2 separate regions of the Mus musculus genome follow, and region 1 is linked to region 2. The links are chromatin contacts, called in public HiChIP or PLAC-seq maps. All regions are on one chromosome and are shown on one strand. The core of a region is the stretch at or near the end of the contact, and the rest is flanking DNA. Distances in the headings are between cores, read along the strand shown. Region 1 overlaps Mapkapk2 (MAP kinase-activated protein kinase 2). Region 2 holds the start of Cd55 (CD55 molecule, decay accelerating factor for complement).

Region 1 (4,158 bases), core at 85-2,584, 600 kb after region 2:
AGTAAAGGGTCTGGCCACAGAGCAGTGAGAAGCCAGTGAGAGACAGCAGCTCCCAGGATCCCTGGGACATCACCAAGCAGCCTGTTTCCTGCCAGGCACAACCAGGAGACAAGGCAAGAAAGTGGGGATTCAGGGCCGACTGTGGCTCCTCAATGAAACCAGGGAGTGTGACCCTGCTTCCAAAGCAAAACAAATAAATAAATGGAAAATGTTCCTGATTGTTTAAACTCTTTTAGGAGAATTCCATTGTTAGAACCAAAGGCATCCTAACAGACCTCTGCTTTGTACAGTGGAGTAGCCACTTTTGCTCACAGCTATGCTATGAGGGTTAAACTGTGCTCAGTAGGAACAGCTATCATTTTTACTAGAATGCCTGCTCAATGCAGGGCACAGAAGCCAAAATCTGTAAGACAAAGACCTGAACAGATCTACCCATACATCACACTCTCCAACAGCTCTGGACATTCTGCAGTCTGAGCTGGCAGGGAAACAGGCCAGAGAGCAGACGGACAAGCAGGCAGCAGGCAGGCGCGGGGGGCCTTCGATAAGGTGGAGACTGGGCACTGACTAGAATGAGGCCAATGTGGACAAGCAGGGAGACCAAGAAGAGAGCTGAGGTCTGGGAAGTGGGGTCAGACAGCCAGAGACAAGCTCGGAATCCCCACCAATAACACTAATGTGCTTTCAGGCTATAGTCACGTTGACCCATTTCAGAGAGTAGCCTGCCCAAGGCTAAACTCCTAGGATGACAGCCACAGCCTGCATCAGGCCTGACAGACAAATTCCAAGTCTTTCCACCCTATCACTCAGAGTCTAAGAAACTGTCAGAGGCTGAAACTTCTCAAAGTGGCTTCAAAGAGGCAACTTCTCAAGCAGAAACCCACAAAGAAGACAGCTATCTCCCATGTGCTTTGTGTCACACTGCCACCTTGTGGTCAAATGAGAGCATGGCACAAGCTTGTATGGGGTTGGGGTGGGGGGTGGGGGTCACGGGGTGTGCATTTTTATTTTCCCATGTTGTAGGAGGAACAGAAAGAGACACTGGCCAATTCCATGTGCACATAATCAAGTAGTGACTGAACTTCTACTGTAGACCACGCATGGCACTGAACATCAAAACCAAAACAGACTGACAATCGGAAATGCCAGGCTAGTGCAGCAGGACAGATACCCACCGGAGGCAGGCACTGGAAAGATTCATAATTCAAGTCTCTCTTCCATTCTCCACCACAGTACAGAACAAAAGTAAAAAGAATCCCATGGGGGAACCCACACCCTCACTCTGCCTCCACATCCGAGGGCAGGAGATAGATATCAGAGATGAACACCCTGGGGAGCTGTTGGGCCCCACGTTCAGGCCACGATGCCAAAGTAGACAAAATCGTAAAGACAACAGACAGTGCAGGCAAGCGTTCTGAGGAAAGTTGATCCGTAGACTGCACACTGGGTTTGGGATCCAAGAACACAGCTGTCTTAGGATCACTGCTATCCACAGCCGGGGTTCGTCCATGGCACTGGGAGGGTCAGGTTCCACCTCACAGACAGGAGTGTTAGGGCCAGCATACTCAACAGTTCCAGCTGAAGTGGGGTCATCCTTCCTGGCAAATACATGTCCAGTAGTGCCACACCCATACTCCCAGCACTTGTGGCCCGGCAGGAGGAGTTCTCTGCCAGCCTGGGCAATATAGCAAGTCCAAGGCCAGCCTGGACTATAGAGAGACCAGCTTATAAACGCAACAAAAACAAAGAAGCTCTACATAAGGTTCTCTTCTCTTAAGCTAAAACCAACACTTTCCATACTGATGCCTTCTCTCCACAGGTGAAATAAAGTTTGATTTCTTTAATCAAATCCCTCCTCTCTCTTCCTTCACCTAGTAGTAAATGTATTTTCAAGCTCTCTCCTCCAGGGAAAATTTCTGGAGTGTGGCAACTGCCTTACTATCTAAACTGTGTCCCCCCTGCACCTCCACAGTGGGACAGGTGGGTGCATGCACTTGCTGCAGGCAGGCCTCTCTCCTCCAGGTGAAGTCAACTGGATAAAGACTAGGAAAATCTCAATCCTTAGAGAAAACTAAAATTTTACAGGAAAACAAGTAACTGAGATGAACTTCATTAGGTTTTATCCTCTAGAAACTTGGCTAGGTTGGGCAGATTAGGGATAACTATGAGAAGCCTTGATTTTTACAATACGTATAGAGGTTTTAGTGGGGTTTTGTTTGAGATAGGGCCTCCTGTATACCCAGTGTTATCAGACCTTCACTGGTTATGAATACTAATTGAAGCTATGGAAGGCCTTCATAGCAGGCAGGCGGGCGGGTTAACATCAAAGAGCGGGGCCATGAGGTGCCACAGACACTTGTAGACAAGTGTAGCATACAGAACACTGGAGAGAAAAAGCAAGAATGCACGGATCTCAAGTACATGGCTAAGTAAAGACAGACAAGAGAGGTGGCCTGAGCCATCCAGGCAGAGAGGTGACAGGAAGCTGCTAGCACACCCCAGCTGAGGAAGAGCTGGGCAGCCAGGAGGGTCACATGGGAAAGGTCTCATTCCCACAGTGCAGAGAGGACACTGGAGAACAAAGGGCTCAGGACCTTCGCTCTGGGGGATGGACTTTCCTACAAAGAAAAAAACCACAGCATTGAGAGAAGGTGTACCTGGAAGGAACTGAAATCCATGATACCCATGCTAAGCCTCGAACCAATTCTGTGCCTTGACTCAGCCCTATATGGTGTCTCTGAAATGCTCTTGCAGAAAAGGTCGAAAGATGTGTGTTCCAAACTAAGGTACACAGGCCAAGGAGGCCTGAAAGGCATGCAGGGTTCAGGATCAGGTCATGGAGCCCACAACCCAGGGAGGAAGTTTTAGGTAGGGTCAGTGAGGGAGGTGTGGGAATTGTGCACAGGATTAAAAACAGGGGCCCTAGACTCTGGTTGTACACCTTTGACCCCCTTACCTGCCCTCCAGGAGATCTTCCATCATGGGGTCTCCTGAAAAGATAGTCTAAGTCAACCCAAAAGCCAAAGAGGAAAGAACAGAGAGGAGCCTGGTCCTATGGCATGACATGAGGACAATAGGAGCAACAAATAAGCTGCCCCCACATACTTTATACCTCAGAGACCTCACACACTGGAAAACGAGGGAGGGGGCTCTGAACTCCACTGAGAGTGGGGATCCTAACCCCTGGTGCCTCCCATCTTCTCATGTGCTGAACAGGCCCATGACAGGCCTGAGGGGGCAGCCTATTAAACACATGTAACAAGGACAAGAATGCACACTAGCAAGACCAGCTTGGCACACGACAGGCACCACACCAGGGTTCTGCTATTATTACTCGGCTGCTATTCCTGTACATCAGTTCCCCTGAGGTGGGCAGCTGGAATCCCAGGCACACCCACTTCCCTCAGGGGTTATTCATAGCCCTAGACACCAGGCAGTGGGGACCCAGGATATGGTGCAGCCTTGAGTTTCCCTCTACACACCACTTAAAAGGGACAGCTGGAGCGGGGATGTGCCGAGTCCGACTTGGTGCCAAGAGTGATGCACAAGTCCAATTCAGGCACCAAGTGCGCTGCTGTGTTGTTAAACAAGACCTCTACATTCCCAGGAGGCAGCTGGGGGCCTGGAGGAAAGCCCTGTGTGGGGCACCAACTCACCACTCCCTTAAGCCAGGCCACAGTCCCTCTTTCTGGACCACAAATGCTTCTTTTGTACCACATGGATGCCTCAAAGCTTTTCAGGGTAAAAGGAAAGGAGGACCTGGAGCCACTGTAGGCAAGTCTCAGCAACCTCTTTCGTGAACATTCAAGTAGCAGGCATAGCTTATGGTTGGAGTTCTCCAAATTAAATGTCTAAGTATTTCCAATGTGTCATCTCACCTGGCTCAACCCTCTGGAAGGGAGCATCCTATTTTATAAATGAGGTCCTCCATTATGGAGTAATCTTTCCATAGGATTCTCCAGCCAGCTGTGGCAGGACTGGAATATGAAACCCATGTAAGTAGCACTTCCTCCCAGACACCTAGACACACACCTCTGCAGGCCTCTCCTAAGCGCTCAGTCCCCAGCCGAGAACCAGCTCACTCTCCCAGGGTGCAGGCCTGAGGTCCCAGTCGTCACCCTTCCCCACTCCAGGAAGGAGTAGAGTAGACTGGACCTG
Region 2 (4,533 bases), core at 1,617-4,116:
TTGCTTTGCATGGATCTCTATGTCTTTATATATTAATTTTTAAATAAATATGACTGTGGTATTCGTAGTTCATCAAGTGTAATCACATTCATACCTTCATTTTTCAATGACTAGGAGTCTGTGAAGTTTTCACACACCAGTGCCAATAACAATAGAATTTACTGAATATTTGTAAATGTTTTATACATACTTACTCATTGAACCTCACACTGCCCCTGGTAAAAAGAGTCAGATGAACCAGCCATGTACATAAAGTATATCATGTGTGAACAGCTGAGCAAATGAGCTCTAGAGGGGCAAGGAGTACAGCAAGAAAGTGTTGCTCATTAGCTCAGTGATCAAGCTTGGAGCCAGGCTCTTTGGCTTAAGAGGTATAGGTCTGGCCTACATTATCCATCTTCTGGTAGAAGGATTCTTTAACTCTGAAATTGAGAGAAGAGTCCCTCATGAGGTTGCTTGAAGGATTAGATGCATCAATACTGTTGAACCGTTACAAACTTTTCATACCTGTGGTGAGAGTTTAGGGGCTATTTTTTGCCTTGTATAAGGGCTGAAAATGCAAATGAGAAGATGGATCTAGTGTGTTTTCAAAAATTAATTTTGAATGATTCTGGATTTAATACAGAGACACCTGATTCAGGTCATTCAAAGTCAGCAATCAAGTCTTGCTTTTATCTTTACTTTTGTGTGGTCAGTCATTCACTATATAGCAATATTCTGACCCATGATGGGCCCCATAGACAAATGTGGGGCCTGCAGGAATGCAATGGAACTGAAATATTCCTGTTGCCTAGCAACATCATGGCCATCCTAATGTAAAGTAACTCCTTGCTAACAAGTTTGCCCTGGTGCTGGGGTAGCAACCATAGTACATGAAAATCATGAGGAGTATAGCACATACAATCACATGGAGTAGATAGCATTTGATAAGTCTGTGTGTTGCCAGCTCATGTGCTTATCATACTATACGTGTTATTTTTGTTAGAAATAATAATTTCTAACAAAAATTTTAATAATAATTTGTAGAAAGAAAGAAAAGAAAGAAAGAGAGAGAGAGAGAGAGAGAGAAAGAAAGAAAGAAAGAAAGAAAAGAAAAGAAAAGAAAAGAAAAGAAAAGAAAAGAAAAGAAAAGAAAAGAAAAAAAAGAAAAGCAAGTATCATGGCTTATAATTCAAGCTACTTGAGTGGCTGAGGCAGGAGGATTTTGATCCCAGGAGTTGAGACCAGACTGAGCAACATACAGTAATCTAATGTTGATTTTTTAAAAGAAAATTAGCATAGCCGTGGTGCACAATGTATATACAGCATAAATAGCAGACAGTAATGCCTTAAGCCTGGAGAACCTTCCTCTCTTTCTGGCTAATGTGTTCTAACTGCCAACAGTAGTTAGTAGACTTACATGCTATAGAGGTTTATAAGAAAAGAACAAAGCCATGGGTTTCATAGAGAACCCTGGTCAGTACACATACCGTCTAGTATAATGTTCAGATGATATGCCAGAACAACCTAAAACTATATCTTAAAGATAACATAGGGCTATATGTACAACAGATTTTTTTTTTTTGAAGTAAGACCTCAAAATGTCTCCCAAGACTTGTATCCATTACTTAACAAAATAGAGTTGAACAAGACAGATCACCAGGGTGTGTGTCTCAGGGTAATTGCCAAATATATTCACATATAATTTACTCCCTAAACAGTACCTATCATTTTTTTTCTCTACTAGCCTGTACAATAGAAAGAAAAACTCTTAATGAAGAAGCAGGACTTGCCATAGGAAGTACCGCCTTCAATTAGCTCGAGTGTAAACTGCCAACATGTATACCCTGGGGTTTAATAATGCTAGAAAACTATCAATTACCAGTCACTCCAAAGAGGCATAAAAATAACCTCAACGAGATCCACATTCCCAAAACTTTTCAGAAAGAGAAATGAAGAACTTACTCTCACAGAATGTTTCGTGGCTCGACCATTGGCCATTTTCAAGACAGACAACTATGTTTGACTTGTCTGGAACTTGTTTAAAGCCGTTATTACACGAGTATGCCACTTTGCTTTGCTCAGCAAACTTGGAGTGTCTGCCCAAGATTGGCCTGGCATTAGGAATGTCTGGAGGTGGGCCGCAGTCTCCTAGGAAGAAAAGAGCAGGTGTAAAACTGAAGTTGGCAAGGAGCTTTCTTTCCCCAGACCTGGAACAAGAGAAGCAGCAATGGCTCTTACCTTCCTGCCAGGGCTGAACTTGCCCCTCAGGAACTTGGAATGCTTGGACTCTCGTGAACACAAGACAAAAACTAAGTAGGGAGTAAATTCCCACCCGCCTTGAGTCGTTCAGAATCTACTTAATATCCACAGGAACACTGCAGCGAGCAAGGCGCGAGATAAGACACCCGGTAGCTGCTCGCGACCAGTCTCTCACCGGCGCAGGTGGCCAGCCATCTAGCTTCCACCTTAAGAATAAAAGAGCCAGGAGCAGGGTTGGAGATTCGCACTCAACCCTCCCTTTTGGTGTTGCCACGGTCTCTGATCGCGGAGGGGATCCAGTCACAGCCCAGATAGCCCAGCATTCCACCCCCATCCCTCCCGCTGGCCGCCGGCACCCAGCAGCGGAGCCCCCAGTTACTGGGACACAATGTCTGCTGAGCATGCGCCCCCTGGCGGGCAGCCAGCCGGTCGTCGCGCATTGGCCACTCACCGCGTACAGTTGGGGACAGCAGCAACAGAGACAGCGACAGCAACGGCAGCAGCGGAGGCGGCGGTGATGGCCGAGTCCTAGGCGCCCGCCCACGGATCATAGCCCCAGGTAGAAGAGACCTTGCCCGGCTGCGGCTGGAGCTGTTTTGAGCCGCAGTTAATTGAGCAGCTGTGGCGGGGCGGGGCAGGGCCCTCGTCACCCTGGGTGGGGCAGCCTGCGTGCAAGAGGGCGTTCCCTCATTAATGAGGGCGGGTGCCTGGCCTCTAGCTTCACCCAGGGGACCTAGTTGTCCGGCGGGAGTGGGGTCTGGGGTCTGGGGGAGTACCTTCTAAAGGAGGGCGCTTCACTCCCCCAGTACTCTGTGTCAGCACTCTGCTCCAGCAGAAAGCTACCCACACTCCCAACTCTGGTGTGCTGAGTGCTTGCAAAGGGAAGGGTAGGCGCGGTGGAATTCCTGAGCCAGAGGGAGCTGAGAAATAGGGAAACACCCAGGACCCCTGTGGCTTCAGCTGGAAGATGTCAGATGGGAGGGTGGGAGCTGCTGACCAAGAGTGTGTCTCCTAGGTCTCACCATGGTGTCAAAACAGAAAATAGGATAGGATCCAAGAAAACAGGGAGGGATCAGCCTGCCAGAACCGGTCACAAACAATATGCAGAGATCTAGGGAGCTTGGCTGAGGTTTTTCAGACCCTATCTGGGTGAGGAGTCACCTTCTTAGCCCTGGTTATAGATATGGACCAAGGATACCACCTGAATTCGACTTTGGGATTATTTCAGTCCTGCTATGAAATAGAATTCAGGAATAAATAGTAGAGCTTAAGAAAAAGATTTATTTCGTGGTGTGAAGAACAGTGACAAACAAAGCGATCCACACATTGGAATCACACCAGAGCATTAAATTAATTAATTGAAAAAGAAAAGGAAAGAAAAGAATGCAGAAGGTGAAGCTGTGCATGGAATAAACTGAACCTCTCTTGAGGACAGCACTAGGAATTAGGATTATTTGGTATTGGCTGGTCACTGTGCAACCCGGTTTATGAAGCCCCACATGCGTGTGATATCCAGAGTAAAGAGCCATGTACCACACCATGTGTCTCCTGCAAATCCCCACCGGGAGGGTCGAGGTGGGAGGAAGCAGAGGTAAGTTGCCACAGGCCCTCATGTAAAAAGCCCCAAAGTGCTCCCCTTTGTGTGTCTGGGTCTGGTTAGCAGTGTCCCACTATGAATTCCCTTTTTATATAGGTGTTTTACCCAACTGGTGAAATCCCTCACCAGAAACTCAGCCTTCAATGGTAGACCAGTTGTGGGAGTGTTTGTCATATACTGATAACCATTCCTAAAGTTTTCTTGTGGTTCCTTATTGGTTAGTGTGAGCTTTTGAAGAGCAAACTGGTTTTTAACAAGTGTTTTCTTCTGATTCTTGCTTACTTAGTTACCCAAGCACCGTGTTTTCCTGTTGCCGAGATTACAGGAAAGGGTTGCTTTATAGGTGTTTGTTGAAATCTAACAGTATTTAAGGGTTCTGGAGTTGACATCATACCCTAGCGACTCATGCCTGTAAACTTGGAAGGTAGAGCAAGAGGTTTTGGGTTAAAGGCTAGCCTGGGTTTTGAAGTTCCAAGTTAACTTGGCCTCAATAGGGCCATTTCTTAAAAACATCCTGAAGTTTAAGTCTCACAAGGGTAGAGTGTTTCATAACTATCAAGTGTGTTTCTTCTCATAGTTGTTAAAAACTTGACCCTTCCTTCCTTATGTGCCACTTGCATGTCAGGGCCCAGCAGTGACAGAAGTGGTGTCACATGGACCTTCATTTATTCCCTGAGAGCTCTCTGTGACCTCAT

Evidence for each region. HiChIP or PLAC-seq counts read pairs in DNA pulled down with a chosen protein or histone mark.
Region 1: an H3K4me3 HiChIP or PLAC-seq map of pro-B cells shows a contact between it and region 2, with 9 times the contacts expected there. The contact joins the enhancer-like site here to the promoter of Cd55 in region 2. A contact is called at or near these places in 1 of 39 promoter capture datasets (pre-B cells), 1 of 15 datasets of contacts at CTCF or cohesin (large pre-B cells) and 5 of 115 datasets of contacts at active chromatin or transcription factors (embryonic stem cells, large pre-B cells, pancreatic cancer cells and 1 more).

What each region holds. Positions count from the first base shown.
Region 1 is chr1:131,059,552-131,063,709 of GRCm38.p6, forward strand. All of the region lies in intron 1 of Mapkapk2 (MAP kinase-activated protein kinase 2), which reads right to left. Among named protein-coding and RNA genes, the nearest start is that of Mapkapk2, 36 kb to the right of the region's middle. Within about 2 kb of position 1,335, at least 49 of the 459 cell types and tissues checked have an H3K27ac peak or open chromatin away from gene starts, as enhancers often do. A contact at or near this core is called in pre-B cells and pro-B cells, where this site is marked.
Region 2 is chr1:130,459,878-130,464,410 of GRCm38.p6, forward strand. Cd55 (CD55 molecule, decay accelerating factor for complement) reads right to left here and starts at 2,867. Exons shown (of 10, transcript NM_010016.3): 1 at 2,693-2,867; 2 at 1,945-2,130. The coding sequence starts at 2,792.